Linked DNA regions of Danio rerio: region 2 is linked to region 1. Evidence: chromatin contacts called from public Hi-C data. All regions are on one chromosome and are shown on one strand. Each heading gives the region's core, a stretch centred on a gene start, on an enhancer-like site or on the middle of the called end of the contact. The rest is flanking DNA. Distances are from core to core; before and after follow the strand shown. Region 1 holds the start of arap3 (ArfGAP with RhoGAP domain, ankyrin repeat and PH domain 3). Region 2 overlaps arap3 (ArfGAP with RhoGAP domain, ankyrin repeat and PH domain 3).

The links. Hi-C and Micro-C count contacts between places; a contact is called where the count stands out from the background.
Region 2: a contact with region 1 is called in a Hi-C map of embryo, with 2.0 times the contacts expected there. The contact joins the enhancer-like site here to the promoter of arap3 in region 1. A contact is called at or near these places in 5 of 18 Hi-C or Micro-C datasets (caudal fin, embryo, hematopoietic stem cells and 1 more).

The regions. Positions count from the first base shown.
Region 1 is chr14:30,841,462-30,845,136 of GRCz12tu, forward strand. arap3 (ArfGAP with RhoGAP domain, ankyrin repeat and PH domain 3) reads left to right here and starts at 1,764. Exons shown (of 34, transcript XM_682220.9): 1 at 1,764-1,938.
Region 2 is chr14:30,893,590-30,897,264 of GRCz12tu, forward strand. It overlaps arap3 (ArfGAP with RhoGAP domain, ankyrin repeat and PH domain 3), which reads left to right. Exons shown (of 34, transcript XM_682220.9): 33 at 1,689-1,727. Among named protein-coding and RNA genes, the nearest start is that of arap3, 52 kb to the left of the region's middle. Within about 2 kb of position 2,047, at least 6 of the 62 cell types and tissues checked have an H3K27ac peak or open chromatin away from gene starts, as enhancers often do.

The DNA of each region.
Region 1 (3,675 bases), core at 514-3,013:
TAAATACTCTCTCTCTCTCTCTCTCTCTCTCTCTCTCTCTCTCTCTCTCTCTCTCTCTATAAATATAAATATATATATATATATATATATATATATATATATATATATATATATATATATATATATATATATATACACACATTTGGAAGAAATTTTATCAGTAATAAATCCAGTTAAACCAAGTTGGGACTGTGTTGCTAATTTTGCTGGATTGAGCAGTCACGAAAGGACATGAAAATTACATGAAAAGTGACTTGAAGTAGGCCTAATGGTAACCACAAACCTAATTTCACTCAAAAACGGAAACGGCCGTTCTAAAAGCCAATAATAAAATTCCTAAGGGAACAGGAAAATGCTTTCAGTGTTTTTACAGACTGAACTGCAATCCAGCATATTTTGCAACTTAGTCTATTTGCAGTGAATGTGCAAGACAAGACTGATTCATGATTCAATAGCCACTTTTTTTTTACAACACATTGAATAACTCACATTTAATGTTCAAGCAGCTCTAGCTATAAGGTAGTCAAAAAAAAAAAAATTGGAATAAAGCCTGTTTGGTAATAAATATGAATAATAGATAATAAATAACAATAAATTAATTATAGCTAGAAGGAATACAAAAACTGAAAGTTAACATCTACCGAGGTGTCATAGTGGAACAGTGCCTAGCACGACCGACTCACAGCAAGAAGGTCGCTGGTTCAAGCCCTTGCTGGGTCAGTTGGCATTTCTGTGTGGAGTTTACATGTTCTCCCGTGTTCGTGAGGGTTTCCTCTGGGAACTCCGGGTTCTCCCACAGTCCAAACACATGCAATACATGAATTGAATAAAATTGTCCATAGTGTGTGTGTGTGTGTGTGAATGCAAGAGTGTATGGGGGTTTCCCAGTGTTGGGCTGCTGCTGGAAGGACATCTGCTGCGTAAAACATATGGTGGATAAGTTGGCGGTTCATTCCGCTGTGGCGACCCCTGAATAATAAAGGGACTAAGCCGAAAAGAAAATGAATGAATAGCATCTACCCCTACCCCAACCCTGAACCCAACCACCACAATAATGCAAAAACAGTAATTATACCCTGTATTATTCTTAATATTTGCTATATTATCCATTAAATTGCATTTTATTGACGTCTACCCCTACCCTAACCCTAAACGCAACCATCACAGTGATTATACCCAGTAGGCTATTAATATTGGTTTTATTGTTCATTAAATTGCGAATGCAAAACCATCACAGTATTGCATTAACTGTTGTACAGTGTCACAAAAATGATGCTATATTGATGTGAGTATCCGCAGCTGTATCCCAACTAGACTTTACCATTAAAATAAAGCAGCACAATGTATACTGTTTTTGTACAGGTAAATAACCATGTGGTGGCACCGGAAGTCCTGCGCATACTCCTAAATGCACGCATCCTCTCAAATGTTAAAAACAAGAAAATATATAAAAAAATAACTGGAACAATATGAAAGTAAAGCTAAACATCTTTGCTCTCCTAAACAAATGTATTGATAATTATGGCAATATTAAACACATTTCTTTTTCATCAATCAAAACTACAAACTTTTTTGCACAGGTAAAACAAGCAGATGACACAGGCAGTCCGACACATGCACACACCAAGTGCAAAAACAGTATTTTACTATGTACTTTGTTGAATGGAAGAAGAGTAACATTTTAAACCACTGTAATTTGTTGTGGTTTTGTGGCTCTTAAGAGCGCGGCGATCAGTTAACTGTCGGCTGAACACTGTCCCTTTAAGAGCTCACAGTGCTGAGCAGCGCCGTGCACTGAAACCTCCGGTATAACAAACACAACTATCAGCAGCTCAACACTCAAACTTTCTCCACCACATCTCACATTATTGGAGTTTACAACGCTCCAGCATCAACACAGCGACAAAACACGGGAATATGTGACGCGAATCAACAACGGTAAGGTGCTATTTACAATCCTTTTACATTCCAGTTGACATCTAACGTTAAGTTAGATATCGCATAGCGGTTGGTTTGATTCCACATCTAAACGCTCATCAGAGTGTGTATTGAGGTGTTTCAACTTTTAGTTTCATTTTATTATTATAAGTTAACTCATTTCTTGCAAACGATATAAATTGGTGTTCTAAAGGTACCCCAGGTTTTGTTCAGAAGTTATATTGCAGAAGCTGTCATGTACTTTTTTTTTGGTAGTGGTCGCTAACGTTAGTTTAACCATTAGCCAGGATTGTTGACTGTTCAGATGAAACTGCATTGATTCTCGTTTCAGGATCAGCAGCAGAAGCAGCAGTCATGTAGTCAGCATGTACTGTACTGTGCTGTACTGTGGTGTGTGAGATTGGCAGGGTGTGTTTTTACTCACTGAGGAATCCGATATCCACAGGCTTTACACTCGCTGAATGTCACAGTTTGGTTTAAACTGAATTAGAAACACCCAGATATAATTTGCCAGTTCCTCACAGACACAACATTTGTGGGAGTCACCGGGGATTGTGCTAGAATAACATGCCATTTTGGAGGCCCCTGCAGAAATCATTTCCATTCAGCAAACTTACATGGGGAGAAACTTTACATACACACCCACCACTTTTATAGTAGCCTACATGCATAGTTGTAATTATTTTTTTTTTATTAAACTCATGTATGCCATATGTCTGTCTGAGCAGATTCCCAAATGCAGATTAAGTTCTCACGACATGGACGACTGTATTAATTGTGATAAATCTCTTGTTGCATAATCTGACCTGTATTTCTCTCAGTGCTTTTTAAGACACTTGGAGGATGGGAAGTTTTCTCGAAAATTGTAGAGATTTTGCCTTCGACATGTCAATTTAATACAGCTTTTTTATTTAGTGTGATTATTAACAAAGTATTCCTGACATAAACTTTATCTGGGTAATCGGATTCTTCTTTTTAGATGTAAATGAAAAAATGGCTATAATATAATATAATATAATATAATATAATATAATATAATAATGCATTGAAATATTGCATTGAATAAATAATAATACAATATATAAATAGCATAATTATTTTTGCTTTTTTATCAAGTTTATAATTAATTGATTATTATAATGTATTATAGTCACTTATAATATATTTATAATATAGTAACATGACTTTTTATAATGCTGTGGAGTGCAGACATTTTTAGTCAGACGTAGTCAGTAATGGAATCTAGATAATTAACTTTAGGTAATGTATTCTGACTGCTTTTGGATTACTTTTAGATTACTTACTTTTTTCATGCTGTTTATTAAATTCAGCATGGTTATTCTATTTGGTACAGAGGCCAAGAGAGATTAACACGCTGCAATTTAAGAAAACACTTGCAATTACAAAAACACCAGCAAATTAAGAAACGATCTTCATCAGTTTGACAACACGCGTGTTGCAAATTCTCACAACACAAACAACTGAAGAAACGTGCTGCATTTTGTTACAACACAAACAATTGAAGAAACATGCTGAATTTTGTTACAACACAAACAACTAAAGAAACCTGCTGCGTTTTGTCACAACACAAAAACTGAAGAAGCACGCTGCGTTTGGTCACAGCACAAACAATGGAAGAAACACGCTGCATTTTGTTACAACACAAACAACTGAAGAAACGTGCTGCATTTTGTTACAATACAAAGAATTGAAGAAACGTGCTGCGTTTTAATTCAA
Region 2 (3,675 bases), core at 797-3,296, 52 kb after region 1:
ACTTATAAAGTATACGTTCTGCATGATCTTATTGTACATCCTTAATCCAACCCAATACCTAAATTAATTGGCAGCCGATTAGGAGTTAATTAAGAAAAAACTAATAGTTAATGGAATGTTAATAGAATAAACACAGTTAATAAATACTAGCATTTAATAAGTACTAGTATCTAATAAATATAGACTACTGTCTAGTAAAGAAGAGCTACTAGTATGTTATAGCTGTGGGGAAAAAAAGGAAATGAAGGAACACTGGTAAAACTCAATTGCTTAACTCTACTAGAGTTGTTTGTGTTTCTTTAAATAAAAAAAAATTATAAAATAAATAAAATTTACCATAGTTTTTGTTCACTGTTGTTCACTATTCTTTACTGGCTGTGAAACAAAGGCTTGATTTAGTGTTGACATCTTGTGGATGAAACTAGTAAGTGCAAAAACAGTCAAAGGCACAATTAGAAAAAAAAAATCAGGCAATAAGCATAGTCCTAGTTAATGTCACAACTAGTGTTTTAAAATATTCTTAGAATGTGTTTACACAACAATGTGTTAAAAATGGGAAAGCAAAATGACTTACTGTTGTGATAAATTAGTAGATAAATTATACATTTGTATGATTTTTAGAAAGAAGGTGTATGTACAAAACCGTTCAAATTCATATGAATTAACTACTAAATTAGCAAACCATAAGATAGTTATGCATTGGCATGATATTTGAAATGCTACATACTTTATTGTAGTAGTAGTTCAAAAAGCATACTGTGCTGAAATTAACATCACATGCACTGGTCACAATCCTTAACACAGATGCACTGTAAAAAATATCTGTAAATTAGCAGTTTTCCGTATTTTGAGATTCATGTGTTTATTTTTTTCTCATTTTTTAATGCTTTTTAAATTAGATTATGGCACCTTAATCTTTTTTCCAACAACCTTTGTAATATTAGAAAAGTTGTCTTTTATTAACATTTTTAATAGTTTAAAGTTATCTATTGTCTGGGTTGGTGTTGTATATTATGATACAAAAACCTTGTTAAACTGCCAGTACATCTTCAGCTATTTTACAAACTTATTTCTCTATACGCAGGGGCGGACTGGCCATCTGGCAATTCTGGCAAATGCCAGAAGGGCCGGACCAATTTTTAAATGTGGGCCGGTCAGTTTTTTTTTTTTTTTTTTTTAATATGTATTGTTTTTAAGTGCAGACAGCTTTTATCTCTTGCTAGATGCTATTATGTTGATGACAATAATAATAATAATTAATGTTAAGCATTTGGCCCAATCGGCAATTGCCGCCTGGTTTCAAGATGGGCCGACCCAATCCGAGGTTACCTGAACGTAATCAAAATCTGGCAAGAATGTCATATTATTTCATCATCTGTACACCAAAATTAATAGTGAATGTGCGTGTCTGTGGGTGGGGCTGTGTCGGTGTGGTAATTTGTGTGGCTACAGTGCCAGGGCTGAATTTTTGTCCCAGTCTGCCCCTGTCTATACGTATTATTTCTTAAGTCACAATAAAACACCAAAAGTCTGCAGAGCAGAGATCAGGGTCCCATATTGCTATTCACACTCATAAATAAACACTTGTGAATCACAAAATACTCAAAATGCAGATATTTCTTTACAGTGTGTATAAAAAGACTTTGGGTTTTAGCTTCACTTGTCTTTGTGTGTGTTTGTTTTTGCAGAGGAAGCTTCACACAAGAAGAGCACTCTCCATGTTTTTTGTAAGTATTTCTCTTTACCTGGAGATTATATGTCTTTAATGTTCAATTATTGCACCTTTGCCCACTAAATTGTTGCTGTTTCTTTAACACACTCAGCCAGAATTACTCCGATTACAGTGTCTTGTCTGAAGGTAAAAAGCAGGAGGTTTGGAAAGTATCAAATGACTTTTGCATCGAATAACTTTTAGAAGTGCGCTTTACAAAAGAGCCCGTACTTACTAGAGGAATTCCCTTTGACTTCCTCGGTCCTTCCCCCCATTCCTGTGGCTTTCCTGATATGACAGGATGCATTTGGAGGAAGAAAGGCGCTTCTGCATTGTTCTGCAACTGTAGCCTTAAGGGAGGGTTGTGTTTTTCGGGCCTCTGGTGTGTGTCCCTGCCCAGAAGCTTTCGCTAAGCAAATTGTCTGCGGGCTTCTTGCTTTGTCTTCAGTGTATTCGGCAATTATCTTGATGTTGTCACTCTGATAGTGAGACAAAAGTTTCAACTCCGAAAAGGAAGTGATTTGTTTTGAACATTGTCGAGGGGGGAATTTCGCTCGCTCTGCGTCACCACAAATACTGCTTTTGTTCACATAATGGTAGATCATCTAACCAGGTTATCTGTATGATTACGTATTTTGGTAAGATAATAGTCACCTGTGTGTTGGGAGTCTAAGAGCTCTGTGGTTAAAATGCTGATTTTGTGATGCTGTTTGTGGTCAGGACACTGATTTGCTTGGACTTGCACATTTGTGTGCACAAGAGTACTTGTATGGATGAAGTTTATAGCTTCCAAAGTTCTATTTAAAAATAGATAGCTTTATAGACTGGTCTGATTAGCTGAGTGATGTTAAAAAAAACAATTATTTCATATTTAAAAGTACATTTAAAATGAGTATTTTCACATTTATTTTTAGTTTATAGTTATAAATACAGTTGAAGTCATTAAACCCCCTGAATTATTCTGTTAAATGGAGAGCAGATTTCTTTAACACATTTCTAAACATAATAGTTTTAATAACTCATTTCTAATAACTGATGTATTTTATCTTTGCCATGATGACAGTAAATAATATTTGACTAGATATTTTTAAGACACTTCTGTACAGCTTAATGTGACATTTAAAGGCTTAACTAGGTTAATTAGGTCAACTAGGCAGGTTAGGATAATTAGGCAAGTTATTGTATAATGATGGTTTGTTCTAAGGACTATCAAAAAAATTTGAAAAATTTATTGACCTTAAAAATATTGACCTTAAAATGGTGTTTAAAAAATTGAAAACTGCCTTTTTTCTAGCCGAATTAAAACAAGTTTCTTTAGAAGAAAAAATATTATCAGACATACTGTGAAAATGTCCTTGCTTTGTTAAACATCAGTGGAAAATATTTAAAAAAGAAAAAAAATCAAATGGGGGCTAATAATTCTTTACAAGCCTGCATGAACCGGAAGTTGCAACAATTTTTTTTTGTATTGTCACACCGTATTTTAAAATTTTTTTTGTATTGTGACACAATACCTCTGACATAATCTGAGAAGAGCATTTTCAAATTTTTATTTTGAGATTACAAGGTCAAATGATTTTTTTTTAAATGACGTTCACCACAAAACTAACAATGTGAGCTAACAAAATCAATATTGTTAGTTTTGATTTCATGTGTACTTCAATATATTTTTATGTATTTTTTCCCCTTCTGGTGGGGCTTTATTTTTGTGAGCTAAAATGACTGATTTTGTGACCTCTTTTCTCTAAATTTAGGCTATTGTTTGCTTTAATTGAGTTTTGCTGTGAAAATACACAAAAACCCTGTAACATTCTCTTTTTTGATCTCAAAAAACACTGGGTTCTCAAAATCCTGGTGGAGGCGATTAAATTTGATATCAAAAACAACAACATAATACTATTTAATAAATTCAAGACATTATCATTGAAAGAAATTTGCATCATACTTTTAATATTATTTAAAAT